2 separate regions of the Pan troglodytes genome follow, and region 2 is linked to region 1. The links are chromatin contacts, called in public HiChIP or PLAC-seq maps. All regions are on one chromosome and are shown on one strand. The core of a region is the stretch at or near the end of the contact, and the rest is flanking DNA. Distances in the headings are between cores, read along the strand shown.

Region 1 (6,757 bases), core at 1,365-3,864:
GCCTCCTGAGTAGCTGGGACTACAGGCATGTGCCACCATGCCAGGCTAATTTTTGTATTTGGTATTTGTATTTGGTAGGGACAGGGTTTCACCATGTTGATCAGGCTGGTCTCTATCTGACCTCAAATGATCTGCCCACCTCAGCCTCCCAAAGTGCTGGGATTACAGGCATGAGCCACCACGCCCTGCCTCATCCGTTCAACTTTAACGTAGGCCTTTGCCGAGAGCTTCAGACCCATATATTAATGTATAATCAAATAGTTACTTCTCATTCCCATCCAGATATCTCAATCTTACTGCAAACTTAATATATCCACAGTCCTAAACGTATCCTTCTCCAAAGCCCTCCTCCAAATCTGGTCTTCCTCCTTTGTTTCCAGTCTTAGTAAATGGTATTGTTACAGGAAATGGGGTTCAGATTCAGACCCCAAGAGAGAGTTCTTAGATCTTGCACAAGAAAGAATTCAGGGCGAGTCCACAGTGCAAAGCAAGTTTATTAGGAAAATAAAAAAAGAATGGCTACTCCATAGAGCAGCCCTGAGGGTTGCTGGTTACCCATTTTTATGGTTATTTCTTGATGATATGCTAAACAAGGGGTGGATTATTCATTCTTCCCCTTTTCAGACCATAAAGGGTAACTTCCCGACATTCCCATGGTATTTGTAAACTGTCATGGCGCTGGTGGGAGTATAGCAGTGAGGACGACCAGAGGTCACTCTCGTGGCCATCTAGGTTTTGGTGGGTTTTAGCCGGCTTCTTTACTGCGACCTGTTTTATCAGCAGGGTCTTTATGACCTGCTATCTCATCCTGTGACTTAGAATGCCTTAACCATCTGGGAACGCAGCCAAGTAGGTTTCAGCCTTATTTTACCCAGTGCCTATTCAAGATGGAGTTGCTATGGTTCAAACTCCTCTGACATTATGTATGATCACCATACCACAGCACAAGACAGAAAAGAGACCTTTGATGTCTCACAGATCTAATCACTTCCTAAATCCTTTAGATTATACTTTATGTGTTTTTCTAGAATGTGTTCACTTATTTCTATCTGCTTTCTTAATACTGTACTTGGATTTTTTTGAACTAGGTTAAGAATACAAAAGATGGATAACTTTGTGTGCTCTATAATGCTATTGTGTGTATTTTAATTCTTTGAAAAATTAGGGTAACGGGAGATAAGGCTAAAAGGCTAAAATGCTAACACACCCAACATGTTTGATCGGAAGAGTTCAAAGGGACCACGTAGACTTGTTTTGAACCCTTTGCTCGAATTTCTCACAGCTATTACTCTCAAAACCAGAAAATAGCCGTAATTCTGTCAACACAGAAGAGAACTGTCCAACAGATTTTCATGTTTGTCCAGGCACTGTACTTGGTGCTAAGGAATATGGTGATTGAATAAGATAAAGTTTCCTCCCTGTCTGGAAGCAACTAGACGCTGGGCTTCTCCCAGCGGTTCATTATTTGGCACTAAATCTCTGCCTTAATATGAAACGATCCGGCTCATGCCTGTAATCCCAGCACTTTGGGAGTCCGCGGCGGGTGGATCACCTGAGGTCGGGAGTTCGAGACCAGCCTGACCAACATGGAGAAACCCCGTCTCTACTAAAAATACAAATTTAGCTGGGCGTGGTGGCGCATGCCTGTAATCCCAGCTACTAGGGAGGCTGAGGCAGGAGAATCGCTTGAACCTGGGAGGCGGAGGTTGCGGTGAGCCGAGATCGCGCCATTGCACTCCAGCCTGGGCAACAAGAGTGAAACTCCGTCTCAAAAAAGAAAAGAAAAGAAATGATCCCTCACCGAACCGAGCCTCAGTGCAGTGCGAAGGCTCTGATGATACTCTTTTTTTTTTTTTTTTTTTTTTTTGAGACGGAGTCTCGTTCTGTTGCCCAGGCTGGAGTGCGGTGGCGCCATCTCGGCTCACCGCAACCCTTGCCTCCCCGGTTCAAGCGAATCTCCTGCTTCAACCTCCTGAGTAGCTGGGATTACAGGCGCGCGCCACCTCTCTTGGCTAATTTTTGTGTTTTTAGTAGAGACGGGGTTTCACCATGTTGGTCAGTCTGGTCTCGAACTCCTGACCTCGTGATCCACCGGCCTCGGCCTAAGAAAGTGCTGTGATTACAGGCGTGAGCCACCAGCCGCTGATGGTATTCTTTCCTGAGGGCAGGTTTTCACGCCAGAAGCCCCGACAATTATACCTGAGCTGGTTCCACCTAAGCTCAATCCTCCTTCCCTGCCCCCAGGGGCTGAAAAATCTGGGCCCAGGAGGCCTTCCTTGTGCTCTGGGGGGAGGCATTTAAGGGTCCAAGGAAGACGTGACCGAAATGTAAAGCACTGGACGGCTTACCCAATAAGGGACCCAGCGTTTCTTATTACCCAACATCCCCCTGAGTTTGGCTTTTAGAAAAATATGCAAAGCGTCCGGGCGCAGTGGCTCACGCCTATGATCCCAGCACTTTGGAAGGCCGAGGCGGGCGCGGTCAGGAGTTTGAGACCAGCCTGGCCAATATGGTGAAACCCCGTCTCTACTAAAAATACAAAAATTAGCCGGGCATGGTGGCCCCCGCCTGTAGTCCCTCGGGAGGCTGAGGCAGGAGAATCGCTTGAACCTGGGAGGCGGAGGTGGCAGTGAGCTGAGATCGCACCACTGCACTCCAGCCAGCGCGACAGAACGAGACTCCGTCTCAAACAAAACAAAACAAAACAAAATATAAAATTAGCCGGGCATGGTGGCGTCTGCCTGTAGTCCCAGCTGCTTGGGAGGCTGAGGCAGGAGAATTGCTTGAACCCAGGAGGTGGAAGTTGCAGTGAGCCGAGATCGCACCATTAAACTCCAGCCTGGGCGAGAAGAGGGAAATTCCGTCTCAGGGGAAAAAAAAAAGAAAGAAAGAAAAAGAGAAAGAAAGAGAAAGAAAAATACGCAAAGCAACAAAAAAGAGAGCTAGAAAGATGGAAACAACTCAGAAGACCCTTGCTTAACCCGCGTGCGTCACGGGCTACAGGGGTCGGCCCCTCGAGCTAACCCCCACCGGCGCCTGCGCACTGGCCTGGCCCGCGGCAGGAAGCCCCGGCGTGAGACACTTTCGGATTCCGTGACAACGGCCGGATTAAACGTTTTTCTTCTCCTTTGCTACTGAACCTATGCTGTGACTTAGAACAGAAGAAACTCCGAGAGGCTGTAGGGATTGTCTTAGCTGTCTCCCTCCTCCGCCGGCACCGCTGAAGGCAGCCCCTATCGAGGGCGCTAAACCTCGGGGCCCTGGGTTTCTATGACGACAAACAGGCGTTCCAGCAAAGGAGGAAGTGAGCGGATGCTGGGCGGGTACGCAATGTGTGGGTAGGATCGCGGGTGTCCCTTTCCCGTCATTTTAAACCAAGAAGCAGTGCGAGGCCTGCCCAACTCGCGAGTTTGTGGAACTGGCGCGCGAGAGCGCTGCCTGTGGGGAAGGTCGGGGTCCCCAGCCGAGCCGCCTGCAGCGAGTGTCCCCCACCAGGGGTGCCGGCGGTCTGCGGGGTCCGCCGAGCGGGTCCTTCCTGCCCTGCTCCTTGACCCTGACCTGACGGTCCACTAAGGCTTCTTAGTAGCGACAGATAACCCCAGAACATAGAGGTCGCCCCAAAAAAGGAAAACCATGCTAGATGAATTCTAAATTGCGATCTGAACCTAAGTACTCAATAGTTGTCATCTTTTTTTTTTTTTTTTTAATCTTTTTTCCTCTGCCTGCAGGACTATGTGGCAGCCTGCAAGTCCCAGTGCGGCGCTGATTTGTGTCTAAATTAGCTTTCCGGAGGACTATTTCAAATTACTAAAGAGATAGGAGGCATTGTTTATTATGTCTCTCCCGAAAACGCCCTCCACCCCGCTAAACTCTACATCAACATCTGAGAGCAAAAAGTTAAAAGTGTCTGTAGCCAAGGAAGGGACAAGAGGTAAACTTCGTTGATTCTGAAGTCATAAACAGTCATGGCCGTAAGACAGAAATCACCTTCCATTCACCGGTTTTTTAAATCTGATATTCAGAATGCCTTGATTGGCTACATTTTTCTAACACACTTGCTTAAATAAAGCAAGAAGTCATTCCTTTTACAGTATTTTGAGTCAGAGTACTGTTTCACTACTCCATCTAAATACAGTTTATAATTTTTTTCAAATGTTGATTTATATATGGTTTTAAATTCAACCTATTTTAAATATCAATAGTTATGTATTTTTTGGTTCCTGGTCTTTGGCTTTAAGGAACTTTGGAAAAAGTAATAGTGAGGCAGGGCGCGGTGGCTCAAGCCTGTAATCCCAGCACTTTGGGAGGCCGAGGTGGGCGGATCACTTGAGGTCAGGAGTTCGAGACCAGCCTGGCCAAATATGATGAAATCCTGTCTCTACTAGAAATACAAAAATTAGCCGGGCATGATGGCTCGCGCCTGTAGTCCCAGCTTACTCTGGAGGCTGAGGCAAGAGAATCGCTTGAACCCAGGAGGTGAGGTTGCAGTGAGCCAGGATCGAGCCATTGCATTCCAGTCTGGGAGACAAGAGCAAGACCCCATCTCAAAATAAATAAATAAATAGGCCGGGCACAGTGGCTCACACCTGTAATCCCATTTGGGAGGCTGAGGCTGGTGGATCACGAGGTCAAGAGATTGAGACCATTCTGGCCAACATGGAGAAACTCTGTCTACTAAAAATACAAAAATTAGGGGGGGCGTGGTGGCTCGTGCCTGTAGTCCCAGCTACTCAGGAGGCTGAGGCAGGAGAATCGCTTGAACCCGGGAGGTGGAGGTTGCAGTGAGCCGAGATTGCGCCACTGCACTCCAGCCTGGCAACAGAACGAGACTCCGTCTCAAATCACGAGGTCAGGAGTTTGAGACCAGCCTGACCAACGTGGTGAAACCCCGTCTCTACTAAAAATACAAAATTTAGCCTGGTGTGGTGGCACTCGCCTGTAATCCCAGCTACTCGGCAGGCTGAGGCAGGAGAATCACTTGAACCCGGGAGGCAGAGGTTGCAGTGAGCCAAGATCTTGCCACTGCACTCTAGCCTGGGCAACAGAGGTAGACTTGGTCTCAAATAAGTAAATAAAGAAACAAAAAGTAATAGCAGAGATAAGAGAAACTCAATTTAGTACAACGTGCCACTTTGTATTAGCTTTTAGTAATTTTTCTAAATGAGAGCAATTCCTTAAGATTTTCATTCATATGCAGATCTGTACTAGAGTCAGCTAGTGTTATCCTTACCCGGTTCTGTTAAAGCTTTTCCCATCTCACCTGCACCTTGTACTAAAACCCCAAGCCCCACCCAACTTTTTTTTTTTTTTCTGTTTCTTTTGATCTCAAGCTCTCAGGAGATTTGGTAATGTAAACCCTAACAACTTTTGATAGTAATCAAAGCATAATACCTCCTTATAGAAATAAACATAAACCATACCATGTTACAGGCATAGATTAAGAAGAATAACAACTCAACCCTACCTGACTGACTTCATAGGAGGGCTTTTCCTACATTATCCCAACTACCTGTCTTTATTACTCCCCTGCCCTAGTCAAGCAGGGTAGAACACTCTTTTTACAGTTCCCATTCCACAGATTTGTCAGCTCAGATTGTTCCACTCTCATTTGCAACAATCCCAGTTCCATCTTTACTTTTAAGCCCAACCCAGAGCCTTTCCACTCTATAAATGCCTCGATTTAATGCAATTATTCTCACCTTTGAATTCATGTAAGAAAAACATTACTAAATAATTTGACAGCTTGGGGGGAGAGATTTGTGATTTTCATATGAAAGGGAAAATAGACATTCATTCCTGTCTTCTTAAGGCTCTCCCAGTTACCTGAGCAAGTGAAATGAGTTTAGTTTTCAACTTTGAATTGAGAATCATGCAGGTTCATCTTGGTACCTGAGTTTTTGAAACTGTGTCTGATGTAATGTGAGTAGGGTAGGCAAGATGAATGTTATTTTCCTTGACTAGATGATGTTCACTGTTTTAAATATTATTTGTTACTATCTTTGTCAAATAGAAGCAATGTTTCTCTCTGTTAGAAACAGATGGGATTGATGAGGCAGTCTGAGAAGCTGCATCTAACTTAAAAAAATATATAGTAAGAGTTTTTCTTTTCCACTACTTACTTAGGACTTCCTGAGCTAAAGGAGAAAAAAAATATGGTGGATCGTTCAAAACTCCTTCCTACTTCCCTTCAGAATGAGTTCATTCCCAAAGAAGTTCTTCTTTCTCTGACCTATGCGGCCAATGCTGGTCCTTGTCCTGAAAACTTACTACCTCCTAAGAAAATTAAAACCCCAAAGGTTTGTATGTACATATGTAGAGTAATGGGGAACATTATTTTTTGGGAATCTGATTATTCTTTAAGTATTTATTATGCACATATTATATATTCCAGATAGCCTTAAAAATTTTAAGATTGATTGAGACAGGGTCTTACTACTGTGGCCCAGGCTGGAGAGTAGCGGCCTGATCATTGCTCACTGCAGCCTCGACTACCCTGGCTCAGGTGATCCTCCCACCTCAGCTTCCTGAGTAGCTGGGACTACAGGTCTGTGCCACCACGCCTGGCTAATTTTTGTATTTTTCGTAGAGACGGAGTTTTGCCATGTTGCCTATGCTGGTCTCAAATTCCTGGGCTCAAGCAATCCACCCGCCTCAGCCTCCCAAAGTGTTGGAATTTCAAGTGTGAGCCAACATGCCTGGCCTTAAAAAATTTTTTTAGGCTGTAATCCCAGCACTTTGGGAGGCTGAGGCGGGCAGA
Region 2 (6,757 bases), core at 2,940-5,439, 290 kb before region 1:
GGCTAGGTACTGGACTACCACAGGTTTTTAGGAACTAAGGTGTTTCTCATAAACACAAAATGTTGGGTGAAACTGGGAACAACTTACTCAGAAGCTAATTTATTTGCTTAAATGGAAAGTGTGGGAGCCACTACCCTCTCTTTTGATCTGCCAAGGATTTCCTCTCAGAGCTGTTGCACAGACAGAGATTGTACTTGGTAAGATACCAAACAAGACAGATATGGATCTAAATTTCTAATGTGTTCTATGGGTTTCAATTCTGAAAAAAGAAAATGAATAAAGATTTTAATAAATATTGATATCTGATCTTTTCCTCTTCTTTCCCCCTTCAGGATATTTCCAGTGGTTCCTATTTCAGTTCCCTTCCTGTTAGGGGACAGAAGAAGATTACATCTTTTGTGACCACTTAAACTTCCACAGGGATTGTTTCACAGTACCTGGTGGATTAGACCTTTAAATTTCCTCACCAGTCTTCAAACGGCTCATACTAGATTGTAACTATACCAAAATTTTCCATGGGATCATTCTTAGGTGCTTTTTGTATATTTAATAGTTAACTCCATTTTTGCAGCTTCCTTAGAGGTAAAGAATTATGAATCCTGAAGAACTTGTCAGCACACTACAAAAAAGGCAGGAAGAGGCGGCCAGTTGCCCTAGTAGTACTTCTTAGGACACCTAGATTTTTAACTTTTGAAATAGAATCCAGCATCATAAACCTCAACCAGGTAACTGAGCAAAGCTCTTAAGATTTTTATTGGGCCAGGCACCATGGCTCACGTCTGTAATCCCGGCACTTTGGGAGGCCAAGGCCCGTGGGTCACCTGAGGTCGGGAGTTTGAGACCAGCCTGGCCAACATGGTGAAACCCCTTCTCTACTAAAAATACAAAATTAGCCGGCTTGGTGCATGCCTGTAATCCCAGCTACTCTGGGGAGGCTGAGGCAGGAGAATCGCTTGAACCCGGGAGGCGGAGAGCTGGGATTGCGCCATTGCACTCCAGCCTGGGCAACAAGAGTGAAACACAGTCTCAAAAAAAGAAAAAAAAAAAAAAAAAGCTGGGCGTGGTGGCAAGCGCCTGTAATCCCAGCTACTCAGAGGCTGAGGCAGGAAAATTGCTTGAACCCAGCAGGCGGAGGTTGCAGTGAGCCGAGATCGTGCCATTGCACTCCAGCCTGGGCGACGAGCGAAACTCTGTCTCAAAAAAAAAAAAAAAAAAAAAAAAAACTATTTTATTTGCAGCATATTTGTGCTAGTTTTTGTCATTTGTACGTGAATACATGTGGGAGGCTAGCAGAGCCTGGTCTGTGTATCTCACTGACTCACCACATACAAATTCTTTTCCAGGCTAGAGTTCAGGATTCATTTGCTTCTCAAGCATATCAGAACGACTGGTATTAGAGTTTGAAAAAGGTAGCTGGGAGTAGGGAGGGCGGGGCTCTGTTACTGGGTAATTTTACCTAGTATGTTTGCTTATAAGACTGATTTTTAGCAGTCATTTTGTAAAATAGATAGGAATGGTCATAGCCACTGGATTTCCATGGGTAGGGTTTTGTAAGGTAAGTTGCAGTATAAGCCCCAAGGAATAATGGTATTAAATCACAATTTGTGAGATATTTGGTCTGTCATCAGTAGATCTCTGGGCCATTGTGCTGCAAGCTGTGGTATACCACTAAGATGATAGTGACTGTCTTCCCTCAAAGAGCCTGCAGTCTAGACCTGGCAGAAAAAAAAAAAACTGCTTGTGAGGCACCAAGTCCCTCAGGAATTATATAAATTAATTGCAGTGAGAATAAGAAACGGGAGAGGATCATGGGGGTGGGGATTGGGAGGGATTGGGTTAGGCAGTACCTACACTGAAAAAGTGGAGATTGATCCAGGCTTGACAAGAGGTGTGTATAGAACCCCTGACTCCGGAAATGCAGAACTATTTGCTTAGTGGATACAGGGCCTTCTGGGCCTGTATTTTCAGTATCTGGGTCACCAGAAATATCGCTTCAGGGGTTTCTCATTGTTCTAGGAAATGTTTGTGTGCCCTGTCTCTTGAGGACATTCTCAGTCCACCTCAAGTGCTGTATAGATGTTAAAGGAACATAGATGAGCTGGGAAACATTCCTGTAATGTTTCTCATGCAGGGTTATTTAAATATGGAGACTTGTGTTTGTTTTGTTTTTGAGACCAAATCTCACTGCAGTGCCCAGGCTAGAGTGCAATGGCGCGATCTTAGCTCACTGCAACCTCCGCTTCCCAGGTTCAAGCAATTCGCCTGCCTCAGCCTCCCGAGTAGCCAGGACTACAGGCGCATGCCACCACGCCCGGCTAATTTTTGTATTTTTAGTAGAGACGGGGTTTCTCCATATTGGCCAGGCTGATTGGTCTCAAACACTTGACCTCAAGTGATCCACCCGCCTTGGCCTCCCAAAATGCTGGGATTACAGGCGTGAGCCACCGTCCCAGGCGGAGACTTGCTTTTGACCCAGTGTTTCCAAGGCAGATGGTTCTGACTGCCTTCAGTGGGGTTGGGAAGATGTCTGTTGTAAAGCTAGGTCATACTCAGATGACATCAATAAAGGTGTTGTGTGCCAATTTTGCCTTAGGCTTTTTTTTTTTTTTTGGTTTGACAGTCTTGCTCTGACGCAGGCTGGAGTACAATGGCACAATCATCGCTCATTGGCAGCCTCGAACTCCTGAGCTCAAGTGATCCTCCTCCCTCAGCCTCTCAAGTAGCTAGGATTATAGGCGCGCACCACCACACGCAGCTTATTTTTTATTTTTATTTTTGGTAGAGACAAGGGGTCTAGCCTTATTGCCCAGGCTGGTCTGAAACTCTGGCTTCAAGCGACCCTCCTGCCTCAGCCTCCCAAAGTGCTGAGATTACAGGCATGAGCCACGGCTCCCTGCACAGAAAGACCTTCTTAAAGTGCAGGTTTTGATTCAGTATGTCTGGGGCCTGAGATTCTGCATTTCTAACAAGCTCCTGGGTGATGCCAGTGGTGGGGTTCTGGAACCGCCCTTGAGTAGCACCGTAATGCTTGCTAAAGAATCATAGTTGTCTGTAGTTTTCCCAGCAGCCTCTAGATGTCCCCGTCATCCATGAGATACTGCTTCCAGACCTTTAAACCGAGCACAGCCTCCAAGGCCTGAGACCGAAAGGAGTATTTATTGAAATACTCAAGAGACCTATCTAGAAACTGGTGTTTGGATTTATTGTTTCTACACGGGACTGACTCTTTGGTGAAAAAGTGTTTACGTCTTTTTTTTTTTTTTTTTTTTTTTTTTGGAAAAAAACGGCCAGGCGCAGTGGCTCACGCCTGTAATCCCAACACTTTGGGAGGCTAAGGCAGGCAGGCAGATCACCTGAGGCCAGGAGTTCGAGACCAGCCTGGCCAACATGGCGAAACCCCGTCTCTAAAAATACAAAAAAAAAAAAAAAAAAGCGGGGGCGTGGTGGTGAACGCCTGTAATCCCAGCTACTTGGGAGGCTGAGGGGGAAGAATCGCTTGAACCCGGGAGGCAGAGGTTGCAGTGAGCCGAGATTGCACCACTGCACTCCAGCCTGGGCGACAGAGCAAGACTCCGTCTCTAAATAAATAAATAAATAATAAAAATGTCTTGAAATCAAGTTGATTGTCGAAGAACTTCCCAGCTAACCTACTTTATTTGCCATGGGATGCTAAATCCAAGTCAGAACATCTCAGAAATGAGCAGGTAGCCCTACATAAAAGTTCCAAGTAGAGATAATTCTTTCCACAACATCTTAAAACTTGGATTGTTTTAATAAACTATTGTTACTATTAATTTTTTCACCATAAATTCACTTATAAACCACCAGTATTAACTAAGGCCATCCTTGCCTCCTGTGTAGACCACCCAGAGCCTCCTCCATGGCTGGGTAGATACAGAAATAAAACTGGCCACGTATTGAGTGTTGTTGATGTGCTCATTGAATGAGCTCATTTAATCTTCACAGCAGCCCTATGAGGGGACTATTTTATTATCCCTTTTTATAGGTGAGGAAACAGGCATGGGACGGTTCAGTAACACCCATGGTTGCACAAATAGAAAATGGTAATCACTATATTAGACTGCCATTCAGACTCAAACGACATTTGTTGAGTGAGTTAATTTTTTTTCTTTTCTCTTCTTTTTTTTTTTTTTTTTTTTTTTTTTTTTTTTTTTTTTTTTTTGAGATGGAGCCCTGCTCTGTCACCCAGGCTGGAGTGCAGTGGCACCATCTTGGCTCACTGCAACCTCCGCCCCCTGGGTTCAAGCCATTCTCCTGCCTCAGCCTCCTGAGTAGCTGGGATTACAGACGCGCACCATCACACTCGGCTAATTTTTGGATTTTTAGTAGAGACTGGGTTTCACCATGTTGGCCAGGCTGGTCTCGAACTCCTGATCTCAGGTGATCCGCCCGCCTCGGCCTTCTAAAGTGCTAGGATTACAGGCGTGAGCCACCACACCCGGCCTAATTTTTTTTGGTTTTCCAATAAGCACTGTGGTGTATGTGCTGTTAACTGACTCCGGTGGACTCCGCAAGCTCGATGTACACAGTGCTGGGCTGGTGCCATGGCTGCTACTCTATGAAAAGTTTTTGACATCACACTGAATGGCTGAGACACTATAAACATTTTACTTTTCAACTCAACCTCGTGTCCTAGCAAAGATGCTTATCTAGTTTCTGTAGCTGTTCGAATGAAAGGCACAAATTTGGTGAGCTGCTGAGAATGGAGCAGACCTGGCACTGGGTGTGATCTAAGAGACTGGGGTGAACAGATGAATCAAGTTGCCTGTGACATTTGTGAGACACGGTGCTAGTATTCACCTTACTGTCTGGAGGGCCCAACCTCAAAGCCACTAAACATATGACATTAGCCAAGTCCTCTGATCTCTCTAGACAGCAGTTTTCTCCTAAGACAAGACGGCTTTTTGGCTTGGCTGAAGTAAGCCAGGTGATTTTAAACAATGCATTAAGCTCTTCTGAAATCTAACAGCCTTGTTCCATGCTCCTCGCTATAGAGAAGAGAGCGCTGAGGGAAAGAGGCCCTGTAGTCTTTTGCCAATGGTGTCGGATGGGCTGCTCAGTCCCAGCACTTGAAAGTTGCAAACCTAGTCAAGAAAGTGCACACAGTACTTCGGCTTTTTATGAGATATAATTACATTGACATGACGCCTTATGATTTACCCATGACTCGGGGGGTTTCCAAACTCCAAACACCTCCAGACTGGAGCCCATCAATCAGCTTCCTCTTGCTTTTCGTGGACTCCCACTGTGGAAACCTGCTGGTGTTTTGCTGCGGTTTCATTTCCCTCTGCGGAGGAGCCAGGGCAACCTTGCAGACAGGCACCTAGCTGTGCCCTTCTTTCCAGGGCCTCTTCTCCACTCAGCTGACTCCCCTGGCCTGCCTAACGCTCCTGACTGAGACGGTTTACCGGCTTCCTCTAACAGGTTGGCGGGAAGTTGATCTGCAAACGCGAGGCAAAGCAGGAGTGTCCTTATTCGGTAGGCCTCTGATGGGCCACCAGAGCCGTCCGAAAGTCCTAGCGGAGTGATTGACAGTGGCCATTTCAAAGCCTGAGTTCACCTTCTTTGCAACCACAATCACGACCCAGAATAAACTGCTTCCTGGAAGCCGGCTAGTTGCACCTGGCCTGAAGTCAGTCTCGGGACTGCCTCTCAGGACCCCAGACAGGGTTTCGGGTTCCCGCCTGGGTCACGTGTACGGAGGCTGCCAGTGCGCACTCAGCCCGGCCCGCCGGTCGCCACAGCAACACCAATCCCGGGTTCACGCCCGCCTAGGAAGTGCGGTCCCCGCCTGACCGCCCCGGGTTTAAGGGAGCCTGGCTAGGCCGGCAGCCGGAGGGTCCCGCAGCTCGGGGCCGGCCATGCTTCGCGGTCCGTGGTGCCAGCTTTGGCTCTTTCTCCTGCTGCTGCTCCCGGGCGCGCCTGAGCCCCGCGGCGCCTCCAGGCCGTGGGAGGGAACCGACCAGCCGGGCTCGGCCTGGGCCTGGCCGGGCTTCCAGCGCCTGCAGGAGCAGCTCAGGGCGGCGGGTGCCCTCTCCAAGCGGTACTGGACGCTCTTCAGCTGCCAGGTGTGGCCCGACGACTGTGACGAGGACGAGGAGGCAGCCACGGGGCCCCTGGGTAAGACCCCGTCCCCACGGCCCGCCGTTCGCTGCGGAGCAGAGTGCGATCCGGGCGCGGCTGTGGTCGCCTCGCTCCTGTCCGGGGCGACATCTGGGCCCGCAGTCCTGCTCTGCTCAGCCGCCGGTACCGGCTGTGGGCGGGGGCAGCCTCCGCGGAGCAGGGAGCCCCATCACCGCCCTTGCCCCACCCGCGTCCCCGGCGCACCCCCCTGGCGCCCGGCTTCCCGTCCCCCGCCTCCCCTGATCCCCGCGCTTTCCAGATTCTCTCGCACCGCCTGTGCCATCTCCCAGCCCACCCTGGAGTTATTCGAAGGTGTTGCTCTTGACAGCTCTAGGGAACGTCCGCTGTGGACATGCCTGGTGACTGCCGTCTCCCTTGCTGCTTTTGGACGCAGGGCTTGAGGACCGACAGTGGGCCGAGTCGGGGCTGGGAGTTGGAATCTGAGTTCTGGGTGTCCCTCTGTCCCTGACAAGTTGTGTGGCAAGGTTGCCGCATCACTGTCGAGCACCGGATGGTCTCCTCTCGGTCTCACAGCTCCTCCTTTTCCAGGCTGGCGCCTTCCTCTGTTGGGCCAGCGGTACCTGGATCTCCTGACCACGTGGTACTGCAGCTT

The links. HiChIP or PLAC-seq counts read pairs in DNA pulled down with a chosen protein or histone mark.
Region 2: a contact with region 1 is called in an H3K4me3 HiChIP or PLAC-seq map of stem cell-derived excitatory neurons, with 8 times the contacts expected there. The contact joins the promoter of TOR3A here to the promoter of AXDND1 in region 1. A contact is called at or near these places in 2 of 7 Hi-C or Micro-C datasets (a lymphoblastoid cell line and stem cell-derived neural progenitor cells), 1 of 1 datasets of contacts at active chromatin or transcription factors (stem cell-derived excitatory neurons) and 1 of 1 other capture datasets (stem cell-derived neural stem cells).

The regions. Positions count from the first base shown.
Region 1 is chr1:69,751,089-69,757,845 of NHGRI_mPanTro3-v2.0_pri, reverse strand. AXDND1 (axonemal dynein light chain domain containing 1) reads left to right here and starts at 2,614. Exons shown (of 25, transcript XM_054656308.2): 1 at 2,614-3,323; 2 at 3,729-3,931; 3 at 6,124-6,296. The coding sequence starts at 3,835.
Region 2 is chr1:70,037,939-70,044,695 of NHGRI_mPanTro3-v2.0_pri, reverse strand. TOR3A (torsin family 3 member A) reads left to right here and starts at 4,189. Exons shown (of 6, transcript XM_514028.9): 1 at 4,189-6,141; 2 at 6,694-6,757. The coding sequence starts at 5,883. It overlaps FAM20B (FAM20B glycosaminoglycan xylosylkinase), which reads left to right. Exons shown (of 8, transcript XM_063810899.1): 8 at 1-299.